Regions from separate parts of the Mus musculus genome. Here regions 1 and 3 are each linked to region 2. Evidence: chromatin contacts called from public promoter capture Hi-C data. All regions are on one chromosome and are shown on one strand. Each heading gives the region's core, a stretch centred on a gene start, on an enhancer-like site or on the middle of the called end of the contact. The rest is flanking DNA. Distances are from core to core; before and after follow the strand shown. Region 1 holds the start of Dhps (deoxyhypusine synthase). Region 2 holds the start of Nacc1 (nucleus accumbens associated 1, BEN and BTB (POZ) domain containing). Region 3 holds the start of Prdx2 (peroxiredoxin 2).

Region 1 (3,901 bases), core at 93-2,592, 380 kb after region 2:
TAAGTATCATGGATTCAAGTCACTTTGCCCTCCCGGATGTATGCAGACCTCCCTCCAGGTAGTGGTACTGGGCACTGATGGCAGATATTGGTTAAATGAAGGGGATCGTTGGAAAAATAGTGTCTCTGAAGTCTTTATGTAATAGGAATTTTCTGGGTCTTCTGGTCTTGGCAGTTTTCACCAATCACCTTTTCCTTCAGCTCAGGTTACCAACTCCTCCTCCTCCTCTTCAGAGAGAGAGAGAGAGAGATTGATTGATTGATTGTAGGCCAGAGGACAACCTCATATGTCACTCTCAGAAGACATTCACCTGGTCCTCAAGCCTGTGTTATGACCTTGTGCATGCATGGCCTGCTGTGGCGGTCAGAAGAGAATGTATGGGAATCCAGACTCTTCTTCTATCGTAAGCCTTTGGCTACTGAGTCATTCTGCAGGCCCCATCCCAAGGATCTGCCTGTCTCTGCTTCCCCAGAGCTGGAATTACTGGTATTGTCAACCCCCAAGCCCCTTGAGTTCTGGTAATTGAACGCACATATACAATCCACACTCTTGCTTTTTCAAAAAGCAAGGACCATACTAACATCTATTTCCCTAGCCACACAGGTCCCTTTTGTTAAGACAGGGTCCTGCTCTCTATCGTTCAGCCTGGCCTGGAACTCGAGATTCTTCTGCCTCGACCTCTGGATTGCAGTGTGTCCCAAGCCTGGTTTAATCACTAAACCATTTTCTGTTTCATCATACTATGGTCACCGGGAGGTCAGAGGTCTTGTCCATTGCTAAATCTCAGCTTCCAGCAGAGAGCACTATTTCTAGTCTAGACTACACAAACCAGAAGAAGGGGTGCCCCTGTCCTAGGCTCAGTGTATCATTAAGAGGATGCATGATAGATTCTCAGCAAGCTTCTCGTGGTAAATAGATGGCAGTCATCCCTGCCTCCCCAGAGGCCCATGATCCAGTTAAAATTGAGCTATGGCTGGAGGGGGAAAAGAGGAGGCAACAAAGTTTGTGGAGACTGGAAGAAGCATCAAAAGAAAACACTATTCCATTTGACAAAAGGCTGCAACTCTTTTTTTTTTTTTTTTTTGCCTGATGCCCTAAGTCGTGTTCAAGGACACCGTCCAAGAAACAATCACTTCGCTCATGGGGGACAAGAATATTTGGACAGAGAGACAGCTTGCAAACTAGGCACTTCCCTATGCTTGAAGCTCAGTAACAGCTCCTGGACCACATGTACGGAACACAGGGATAAAATGGCGGCTACCAGGACGGCGGGCGCTGCCCAAGGTCACGAGACCAAGTGACTTCCGGTTTCGTCGCCCCACGCCCCCAAGGCTCTCGAGTCGCACTTCCTGGGCTCCGGCCGACCTCGCTGAGGGATTTTGCGGGTCTCAGGGCGCCGAGGCTGCTGAGACCTGAGAGCGGCCGCGAGCACATGGAAGGGACCCCGCCAGGGGCGGCGCCCTCCTCGGCGCTGGCCGCCGTGCTCAAGCACAGCTCAGCGTTGCCGCCCGAGAGCGCCCAGGTCCAAGGCTACGACTTCAACCGCGGCGTAGATTACCATGCGCTTCTGGACGCCTACCGCACCACCGGCTTCCAGGCTACCAACTTCGGGCGCGCGGTGCAGCAAGTCAACGCCATGGTGAGGCGCGGGGCCACCCGGGCGGGATGCCGGGCCGCTGCGCGCGGATTTCCGCGTGAGCGTCCGGGAGAGGGCGGAGTCCGGGTAAACTAGAGTTCTGCGATGGGTGGAGCTTGGAGTTAAAAATCCAAAAGGGCTTTGTAGGAGGAGCTTAACGCTAGGGGAGCCCGGGGTTCGATTTTCCCGGTGGAAGGAGACTTGAAGATACTGGGTGGTTCTCAAACCATCAAGTGACAGACCTGGACCTGGAATGGGAGGGTTAGGGTCTGCCCAGGGGTTGTGCTTTGGTTTTGTAGTAGTCTCCCTGAGTGCAATCAACCTCTGGAATCCAGGCCAGGTAGGGTACCTCAACTGAGGTTTGGAGTCTTAGTGCAACTTTCCTGTGCCCTTATGACCAGATTGAGAAAAAACTGGAGCCACTGGCTGTAGATGAAGATCATCACGCAGACCTGACTCAGAGCCGCCGCCCACTTACAGGCTGCACCATTTTCTTGGGCTATACTTCCAACCTCATCAGTTCAGGCATCCGGGAGACCATTCGATACCTCGTGCAGCACAACATGGTGGGTCCACGTTAGCTCTGGAACCCCAGCCTCCTTGGGCCAGTAGGAAAAAAAAAAAAAGGGTTATTTTTCAGTTAAGAGAAATGAAGAGGCTCAGAGATTATTTGCGGTCCTGTGAAAGATTTGGGTTTGCTTTTTAACAACCACATGGTGACTCAGAACCGTCTGTAATGGGATCTTTTGATGCCATTACAGATCTGGTGTGTCTGAAGAGAGGGACAGTGTATTCACATATATTAAATACATCTTTTAGTCTTTTTTGTTTTTGTTTTGTTTGAGACAGGGTTTCTCTGTATAGCCCTGGCTGTCCATCCTGGAACTCACTCTGTAGACCAGGCTGGCCTTGAACTCAGAAATTCTGCCTGCCTCTACCTCCCAAGTGCTGGGATTAAAGGCATGCACCACCACCGCCCAAAATAGATTAAAAAAAAAAAAGGGTGTGAGGAGATGGAGTATTGTTCTTTGACATCCCGGCAGTCCTCATGCCTCAGCCTCCTTTCCGAGTGCTGGGATCGCAAGACCGTGCCACTTTTTCTGGCTGTGGGTCTGCTTCAGGCAGAGGGAGGCCTGGCCTGGAGTTGGTTTTGTTGTAGCGCTCATGCTTAGGTCTGGATGAGCTCACCCAGGTTAGGTTGCTGCTTAGAAGGGGGGGTCAGTGTTGCCTGCGACCGACCACAGGTGGATGTATTGGTGACCACTGCTGGAGGTGTGGAAGAAGATCTCATCAAATGCCTGGCGCCCACATACCTTGGCGAGTTCAGCCTCAGGGGGAAGGAGCTCCGGGAGAGTGGGATCAACAGGTGAGGGAGGCTTTGAGTAGTGGTCGGGGCGGGGAAGCTGGGCAGAGGATCCCCGTGACCCATGCCCGCATGGCTCCCATTTCCAGGATTGGAAACCTGCTGGTGCCGAATGACAATTACTGCAAGTTTGAGGACTGGCTCATGCCCATTCTGGACCAGATGGTGCTGGAGCAGAACACAGAGGTGGGGCTGGAAGGGCTCGGGGACCTGCATAGTAAGAGTCAGAAGACATATGAGCTAATACGATATTCTCTCCCATGATAGGGTGTGAAGTGGACACCTTCCAAGATGATCTCCCGGCTTGGGAAGGAGATCAACAACCCAGACTCTGTGTATTATTGGGCCCATAAGGTGGGTTGGGTGGGGACGGTATTCCCAGGCTTTGGCTTGTACTGACTTTGTCTTTGTAGCTACCTGAGCGTCTCTATAATTATTCTTGGTCTCCCCAAATTAGACGAGGTGTATCACTTGATGGCAAGGTTCTCCTAGTTATGCCCCTACACTCCCGGGATTTAGTGTAGTACCCTAGAAGTCAGTGGGGCCTGACCCAGGGTACTGTGCACCCAGGGACAGTGCAGCACAAGAGTCTGGAAGTGACAAGCCAGTGCTCAGTGTGCCAGCACCTTCAAGCCATGTGTGGTTTTCCTCACTCTGCCTCCACATGTAGAACAGAGGGGTCATGTCCAGCAGAGAAATTGAGTGGCCTACACAGGTTGGGAGGGACGCCACTGGGTTGGGGGTCAGGGTTTTCCTGGGGTGTGAGCTGTAGCTGCTGACTGGTCTTGTCTCCACCAGAACCACATCCCTGTGCTGAGTCCAGCACTCACAGATGGCTCACTGGGTGACATGATCTTCTTCCATTCCTATAAAAACCCAGGCTTGGTCCTGGACATTGTTGA
Region 2 (3,848 bases), core at 1,167-3,666:
AGCAGCAGAGAAAACAATCTGAAAGCACCAAGTTCTGTAACACAGGCTGCTGGACCAGTCCTCAGCTCCCCTCCCCCATCAAGAGACCAGGCTGGAGGGCATGGCCCAGAAGATGGTGGAGTTCTGGAAACTCCAAGGATAAGAGGGAAAATGGAGACTCAAGAAAATCATCAATAAACCCAGTACTGCCTGATACCAGCAACCCAGAAGTTTGTAGCTGACTCTGGTGCTGAGGATGTCCAGTCAAAGTCACCAAGACAGTGTGTGGTCCTCATTCCTATACAATCCCCGCACTGGGCTGATGGGCAAGAGGGCTATAGTTTAAGACTAGTTAGGCTATAATAAGTTCAAGGTCAGCCTGAGCTAGAGTAACATCAACCAAAAAAACAACACTAAAACAAAAACTTTACCCTTCCAAAACAAGGAACACACTGTTAACCTTGCAATTAGTCTAGAGTTGGAGCAGTGTGCTAAGAAACCAAAGTAAGGCGCACAAAGTCCAGGCAAAGCAAAATCTCACTCCCAAACCACTACCACCCTCTTCTACAACCACTTCCTGCAGCAGAACCAGCACTTTCATGAGCCCCGTGCCCCTGACTCCCAGATGCGGGATGGGAGAGAAGGTATGAGCAGGATGAAGAAGCCCACACACAGTTCCTTGGAACTACTGCAAGGGGATTGACTGAGCCGGTCTAGAGAGCCCAGGAAAGGCCAGGTCCAAGAAGACTCCAACAGGGAATTGGAACAGCAGGAATTTCTCTGCTGATACCCAAGGAGGGCGAACTTGACTTAATAGGCATAGGCCACAGTCTAGTCATATGACCAGGGACAAGCCCCGCCCCGAACCCCAGCTTCTTTCTCTGAAAAGAGAAAGCCAAAGACCCAGCGGTGGCGAGTAATCAATGAACTAGCTGGTTCCACGCTTAGCATACAACCTGCCCTAGAAGGGGCACCAAGGAGGGAGGGAAGGCCCTGGGACCAGGAGCCCTCCTTCTCCCTCCCCCAGGCACAAGTCAGGATGTGTAGGTACCTGTTTTGTCTCAAAGACACAACAGAGCTTCAGGCAGTCACCATCCCAGGAGGCGACAGAATATTTTATCTCCCAGGAGGAGACAGAATTCAGGCCCAGGCAGCAGGTTGGGCCTGGAAAGCTAGGGCGTATTGCAACGCTGTGAGGGCTCATCTTCTAGACTGGAGCCCCCAGGTTCCGGCGCCAGAAGGCTGAGAACGATTTCAGGACTCTAGAATAATCAGGTAATGTCTGCTGGGCTGCCTCCATAGTGGGTGGGGTAGGGCGGTGGGTTGAGTAGGGGCCATACACACCGAAAACAAGATGTTTGAACTAGGTATCCGGTGCAGCCCACGCTAACTCCCATCCAGCCGCTGGCCTGTCCTTGTTAGCAGTTGGCCAAGGTGTCAGAGAAGAGGCGTGGGAAAGAGGAACCCCCCCCCCCCGGTTCTGACCCTAAGCAAACATACGGAGATGTGTGTGTGTGGGGGGGGCAGATCCCTTAGCTCACACCAGGTTTTCCTAACCTGCTCCCCACATCCTAAACCATAGGCCCTGGGCCGCCTGCAAACTCCCAACACGCCCAGCCTTACCTGATGCCCTCCCGTCGGAGTTTACCCGCACATCTCTAGTCTCTGACCTCGTGCGACCCCCTGCAAATATCTTAGGGCTCTCTCCAATCCGCCCCCACTCGAGCAAGCTCCGCCCACCCCCCCCCAAGTCTAACTTCCCGGGCTTTTCCTCACCTCCCCCCAAGGCCTGTAACCTGACCCGCCCACCCCCTTCCCCAGCGCCCTCTACCTGCAAGCTCCGGCCCTCCCGCACCCCTCCAGGCCTTTTCCCTCGGGCGGCGCAGCCCTCCGCCCTCCCACCCCCCGCCAGCCCGAGGCCTCCCCTCCCCCCTCCAGCCTCGCCTGCCGGCTCCACGCGATTACCCCCTCCGGCCCTGAGACTTCAAGGATCCCGCGACCCGCGCCTCCCCCGAGCGGCCTTCAAGCCCTGCGGGCCGGGCCCGCGGGCTGGACGCTGTAGGCCGCCAGCTGAGATTCGGCCATCTCACTCTTGCCCTCCCGCCGCTGTCAGCGCCGCGGGCTCGGCTTCTGGTTCGCAGCAGGGCGCCCGGAGGCCTCGCCTCTCGGCCCTCCGCCGGAACCTCTGATGTCCTCGGGCCGCCCCGGGCGGGAGGAGGCCGGAATTGGGCCTGGGGCGGGCCATCTCACCTGCGCTGTGGCCGCGCTCCGGGGCCTCCCGGCGGGCTCCGCAGCGGCAGCTGGGGCCGGGCCTGGGCCCGGGGCGCGCCTCCCTGCGCCTCGGCCTCGGCCTCCGCCTCTGCGGCCTCCGCGGCCTCCGCCTCAGCAGCAGTGGTAGCCGCGGCGGCCATTCATTGTGGGCCAGGCCGCCCCAGCCGAGCGCCGAGGAAGCGCACGGCGCTGCCGGCAGGGAGGAAAACTGCCTCGGCCCCGCCCCTTAGGCAAGCTTAGCCGCGCTTCGAGCGCTTCGGTTCTCACCAGCTCCTCTTTCCTCCCGGGTCTCGGTTCTGTAGACGGGCTAAGTTGAGTGACTGCGGGACAGGTTGCTCTGTATCTTGGAGCTTCAGTTTCTTGTAAAATGAGAACAACTGTTGTTCCAGGAACAGTTTAGGCTCTTTGTGGAAATGAGGTTTCATGGAGCTGAGCTGAGTAAACTATCAAGATCACAGGAAAGTGAATACGAAGATTTAAACTTAGGTTCAAGAGGTTAATAAAGTGAAAACTCAGGATGCTTATGCGATGTGAAGTTCTGTTAGCATTTTGCACTAACTCAGATAATTATACGTCTTATAACTAATGTTAGAGAGGCCTGACTACTTTTTGGATGGGTAGCAGAGTCAAGAACAGAAGAGTGCGGACTGGATTAAGAGTGTCTACTGGCCGGGCAATGGTGGCACACACCTTTAATCCCAGCACTTGGAAGGCAGAGGCAGGATTTCTGAGTTCGAGGCCAGCCTGGTCTACAGAGTGAGTTCCAGGACAGCCAGGGCTACACAGAGAAACCCTGTCTCAAAAAAATTAAGAGTGTGTACTGCTCTTGTTGAATAGAGTTCAGTTCCCAGCAGTCATGTCAGATGGCTACAGTTCTAGAAACTATCACCTTTTTGCTCTTTGAGGACTTACACACAACTGCACACATACACAAAAATAACAAAAAAATAAAATTTTGAAACAAAATAAGTACCGTTGGGCCTGGTAGAAATGCCTGAAATCTCACCATATGAGAGACTGAGGCAGGAAACTCTAATCTGCCCTGGGCTATATAACTCCAGGACAACCTGGATTAAGAGTGCCCTCTACCCCCAATTAACAGATAACATATAGCAAGGCAAGCTAAGATAACTCTCACATCCCGGATCTCCATATTTTCCTGATGCATACATTAGGCCAACACTCAGTCTGAGTGGCTCCTTTGCACACTTCCCAGGCATTCGGTTATTTAATCTTTGCCCTTGACAGCTAAGATTCCTATTTAACAGGTAAGGGAAATAGGAGCCTTACATTTTAATTAACTTGCCCAGAGTACGTGGTGGGACTGAGATTCAAAGACAGTGAATACTATTCTAGAGCCTGAGTTAACCTACAAGGTGCACACAGAAGACATCTAAAGGTGCAGAGTGCCTCCGCTTTTTGCCCTGAATTAAACTAGTGAAACTCCCTTGTAGAAGAGTTGTATTATTAAGAATCACTGGTGTAGTGTAGCCTGCGCACTTCCTTCCCTAGAAGAGTCTTGACCCTGGTCGCCCACTGTAGGTAATGTCTCTAATTGGTCAGTTATTGTCATGTGATTGGCCCGCCCTCTTTGCCAA
Region 3 (3,936 bases), core at 31-2,530, 280 kb after region 2:
GGTAGTGCTAAAGAGCCACTGACCTACAGTTTTACAAGACCCTTTCCTTTCCTTTCCTTTCCTTTCCTTTCCTTTCCTTTCCTTTCCTTTCCTTTCCTTTCTTTCCTTCCTTCCTTAAAAACAAAACAAAACAACAGAGCCTCATGTACCCCAAGCTGGCCTCCAAGTCCTTGGGTAGCCAAAGATGTCTTTGAATTTCAGGTCCCTACTCCTCCCAAATGCTAGGATTGTAGGTGTGTACGGGTACAGTGGATTATGCAGCGCTGGGGAAGGATCAAAACTTCGGACATGCTGGGCCAGTGCTCCACCAACTGAGTACCAAATGCAATCCCAACCCTTCATCAGAATTCTTCACTGATACTTCCTCATGTAGATGAACTCACAAAGGCTGGTGCCCCACACCCTTCCTCAGCAGATCTTTGCCAAATGGCATCCCCTTTCCCTATTCTTCCCTTAGGCCTTTTGCTGTTCCCTTTTCACTGTCTCACAGTCCCTGTGACTTTAACTGTGCTAGTCATTCCAGCTGTGTTGGTTCTTACCACCTCAAGCTGACTGGCCAGTTTCTTTCTCTGCCTCCACCCTTCTAGCACTATGTTAATAGGTTGTTTATTAGACAGGCAGTGTTTAATATAATTATCAGATGACCAAGGAAGCTGCGGGGCAAGAAGTTGAGAACAAAAGGTAGTACGGTTGGGGCATGGCTGTAAATTTTCAATAAAGTGAAACGGAACAAAATAAAACAAAACAATAACTCACAGACGAGAAATCACACTCAGAGAAAAAGTGCCCAGTTCCTTGAGACCCAGCCTGCACTGAGCTGGGCAGGGATCTGAAGTCAGCCAGAGAGGGTCTGTTTGTAGGGCCTTGGCCAAGTGAGGCCTTCGGGGGTTGGGGTGGGGAGGACACCTTTTCATAGCGTAACTCCCGTCCACCTGCTAGTTTACCCTTTTGTCGCTGCAGCGTCAGCAGCTCCCAGGTATCACCTTCACCGTGCGGGCCAAAGTATTGGTAGTCTGGGTCGATCTGAGTAGGGGACACCAGACCTAGGAGCACTAGGGGAGTCAGCAACGGAGCCAAGTGGCTCCGGGCCATGCCCGGATTCCAACCGACCCCAACGCGCCCCGTGGCCGAGGCTCGCGAGGAGCCCACAGCACAGACAATCTTGGCGTCCGAAAGGGCACACCCCACCCAACCCTTGTGAAAGCGTGTGGACCGGGCCACGCGGCGCCTTCCCCTCACCCCCCCGGCAGCCGCAATGGATCCGACCGCGGCGCTGTCCCGCCCACCTCCCCGCGCACTGCCTGGTGTGGTTTGGGCCACGCATAAAAGGTTCTCCGGCCTAGGGCTCTCTCGGTTTTGAGATCTCTTTCCTGTCTCTACCCGTGTCTGGACGTCCGTGTGTCCGGCTCTTGCTCACGCAGGTATGAAAACCCAGAATGCACACGAATGGGAGGAGCCCCACTAGTGTGGTGCAGGCCTCATCACGACCTCTATGCTTGGAGGTCTTTGTTTTCCATGTTCAATGGTGGCCGCTTTGTCCTTGCCCGGGAAACCAAGGCCCGAGCCCTGGCTTGCAGGCTGGATCACCGAGCTCGGCAGTCCATCGCTCTTAGCTTAGCCGTCCTATTCTGGAACTAGGAGCTCACTTCCCCCTCCACCCGCACTCGGTCTGACTCCATAATTTGGGTAGCAGCGGTGACCCATCATTCGTTCCCTGTTTAGGGGGGCGGGTATTCAGAGGCCTTGCAGACTTTATACTGGGAGGGTGAATATGAGCGCTCCTTCCACCTCTCTCGGTTTTACTATCTAGACTTAGCACCAAAAGTGACCTTGGAAAGGCAAGACAAAGGATCTTCTAAGGCTCTAAAGACCAAGCTTGTGTGGGTCTCTGATTTCAGTCATGGCCTCCGGCAACGCGCAAATCGGAAAGTCGGCTCCTGACTTCACGGCCACAGCGGTGGTGGATGGTGCCTTCAAGGAAATCAAGCTTTCGGACTACAGAGGTGAGGCTGAGCGGAGTGGGAGCAGGTGGGGTCAGGGTCTACATGTGAAAGAAGTTAGCACTGACTTCCCTTCCGTTCTCCTCTTCCCTAGGGAAGTACGTGGTCCTCTTTTTCTACCCACTGGACTTCACTTTTGTTTGCCCCACGGAGATCATCGCTTTTAGCGACCATGCTGAGGACTTCCGAAAGCTAGGCTGCGAGGTGCTGGGAGTGTCTGTGGACTCTCAGTTCACCCACCTGGCGTGGTAAGGGGCTGCAGGAGGAGGGTTGCAGGGGTCTTGAGGTAGGTGGTGAAGTGGGAGGTGCAGAGAGGATGAAGGACCGCCCAAATTATAGGGACAAACTGTGTCTTCCCGTTTTTCATCTTATAAAGAATGGAAACAATGACACCCAAGCCCACACGAAGATGATAGTAATTAGCATTTGGCACCTTGTTGGAAGGTACCTGCCAAAGGAGTCTCAGTTCTCTGGAGACAGGCTGCCTTGCTGTATTTTGCTATTCTCAATAATGATGGGTTGTGCTCCATACCAGAGCTAGATGGTGATGGGAAGAATCCCCCTGTGTGCGCGCACACACAAGTCTTTCAGAACTAGAAGTCAATAATTCCAGGGCTCATTCTTGCAAGGCAAGTGCCCTGCCTCTGAGCTCCATGTCTGCTGTTGGCTAATCACTTTCATACGGGGTCTCTACTGCAAGTTGCTGGAGCCCACGGGCACAAGTGAAGCCATTTGAAGAGGATGCTTTATCTGGAGCCATTCTCCTCCCAGCTGCACTGCCATCCCACTGGGTGGGGTGGGTGGAGCACCCCGGCCTTGCTTTAAGTCCTTTATCTCCTGTCTCCAGCACTCCCACTCCAGCCCTTATCACTCTGGAGGCCCATGGGGGAGACTTCTACTATCCTGGGCATCCTAAGGCACCAACCATGTCTCTCTCACCTTCAGGATCAATACCCCACGGAAGGAGGGAGGCTTGGGCCCCCTGAATATCCCTCTGCTTGCTGACGTGACTAAAAGCTTGTCCCAGAATTACGGCGTGTTGAAAAATGATGAGGGCATTGCTTACAGGTACAGCAGGGACCTCAGCCCAGCTCCAGGAGCCCCCTCCTCAAAGCTAAAGGGACCACTGTGTCTGGTGGGGGTGTGTGTGGGAGTGTCCCCTTCCTGTTCTGGCAGCAGGTGGTCTCCCAGATCCTCACTGTGGGCCCTCATGTCTTCAGGGGTCTCTTTATCATCGATGCCAAGGGTGTCCTTCGCCAGATCACAGTCAATGACCTACCTGTGGGACGCTCTGTAGACGAGGCTCTCCGCCTAGTCCAGGCCTTTCAGTATACAGACGAGCATGGGGAAGGTGAGTATTCACAAATGGAAAGGCTGCCTCAGCTCTGCCCAGCATGAATGAATTGTCTGCTCCAGCATCTTTGTGGGATAAACATTAAAGTCCCATGCCAGGGCTGAAGAGATGGCTCAGCAGGTAAAAGCACTGGCTGCTCTTTCCGAGGACCGGGGCTGGATTCTTAGCATCTACATGGTGGCTCATAATCATCTATAATTCCAGTCTCGGGGAATCTGATGCTCTCTCCTGACCTCTTCCTGCACCAGGCGTGCACATGGTACACAGATAAACATGTATACAAGATGAACTGGAGAGTTGGCTCAGTGGTTAAGGGCACTTGTTCTTGCAAAAGAGCAAATTCTAGCCCTATCACCCAAGTCTATGCTCACCACATCCTGGGGTACCAAGCACACTCGGTGCACAGACACATAAAATAAAAAAAATAATAATAAAAGACAGGATCTTGGGCTGGCGAGATGGCTCAGAGGGTAAGAGCACTGACTGTTCTTCTAAAGGTCCTGAGTTCAAATCCCAGCAACCATATGGTAGCTCACAACCATCCGTAATGAGATCTGACACCCTCTTTTGGGGTGTCTGAAG

Evidence for each region. Capture Hi-C pulls out chosen DNA fragments and counts their contacts.
Region 1: a contact with region 2 is called in a promoter capture Hi-C map of adipose tissue. The contact joins the promoter of Dhps here to the promoter of Nacc1 in region 2. A contact is called at or near these places in 7 of 39 promoter capture datasets (the C10 cell line, erythroid cells, fetal liver and 2 more), 2 of 484 Hi-C or Micro-C datasets (CD4 T cells and regulatory T cells), 3 of 115 datasets of contacts at active chromatin or transcription factors (the 230-238 cell line, bone marrow-derived macrophages and pancreatic cancer cells) and 3 of 9 other capture datasets (adipose tissue, liver and pancreatic islet).
Region 3: a contact with region 2 is called in a promoter capture Hi-C map of pancreatic islet. The contact joins the promoter of Prdx2 here to the promoter of Nacc1 in region 2. A contact is called at or near these places in 13 of 39 promoter capture datasets (the C10 cell line, the HPC-7 cell line, cranial neural crest and 9 more), 5 of 484 Hi-C or Micro-C datasets (B cells, cerebellum and embryonic stem cells), 9 of 115 datasets of contacts at active chromatin or transcription factors (the SCID.adh cell line, T-cell acute lymphoblastic leukemia, bone marrow-derived macrophages and 4 more) and 4 of 9 other capture datasets (adipose tissue, embryonic stem cells, liver and 1 more).

Annotation. Positions count from the first base shown.
Region 1 is chr8:85,070,415-85,074,315 of GRCm38.p6, forward strand. Dhps (deoxyhypusine synthase) reads left to right here and starts at 1,343. Exons shown (of 9, transcript NM_001039514.1): 1 at 1,343-1,639; 2 at 2,038-2,202; 3 at 2,881-3,002; 4 at 3,089-3,185; 5 at 3,267-3,353; 6 at 3,798-3,901. The coding sequence starts at 1,433.
Region 2 is chr8:84,685,446-84,689,293 of GRCm38.p6, forward strand. Nacc1 (nucleus accumbens associated 1, BEN and BTB (POZ) domain containing) reads right to left here and starts at 2,417. Exons shown (of 6, transcript NM_025788.3): 1 at 2,230-2,417. It overlaps Trmt1 (tRNA methyltransferase 1), which reads left to right and starts at 3,802. Exons shown (of 17, transcript NM_001164559.1): 1 at 3,802-3,848.
Region 3 is chr8:84,968,342-84,972,277 of GRCm38.p6, forward strand. It overlaps Prdx2 (peroxiredoxin 2), which reads left to right and starts at 1,281. Exons shown (of 6, transcript NM_011563.6): 1 at 1,281-1,421; 2 at 1,899-2,003; 3 at 2,095-2,248; 4 at 2,946-3,068; 5 at 3,221-3,351. The coding sequence starts at 1,901. It also overlaps a transcript of Rnaseh2a not described here.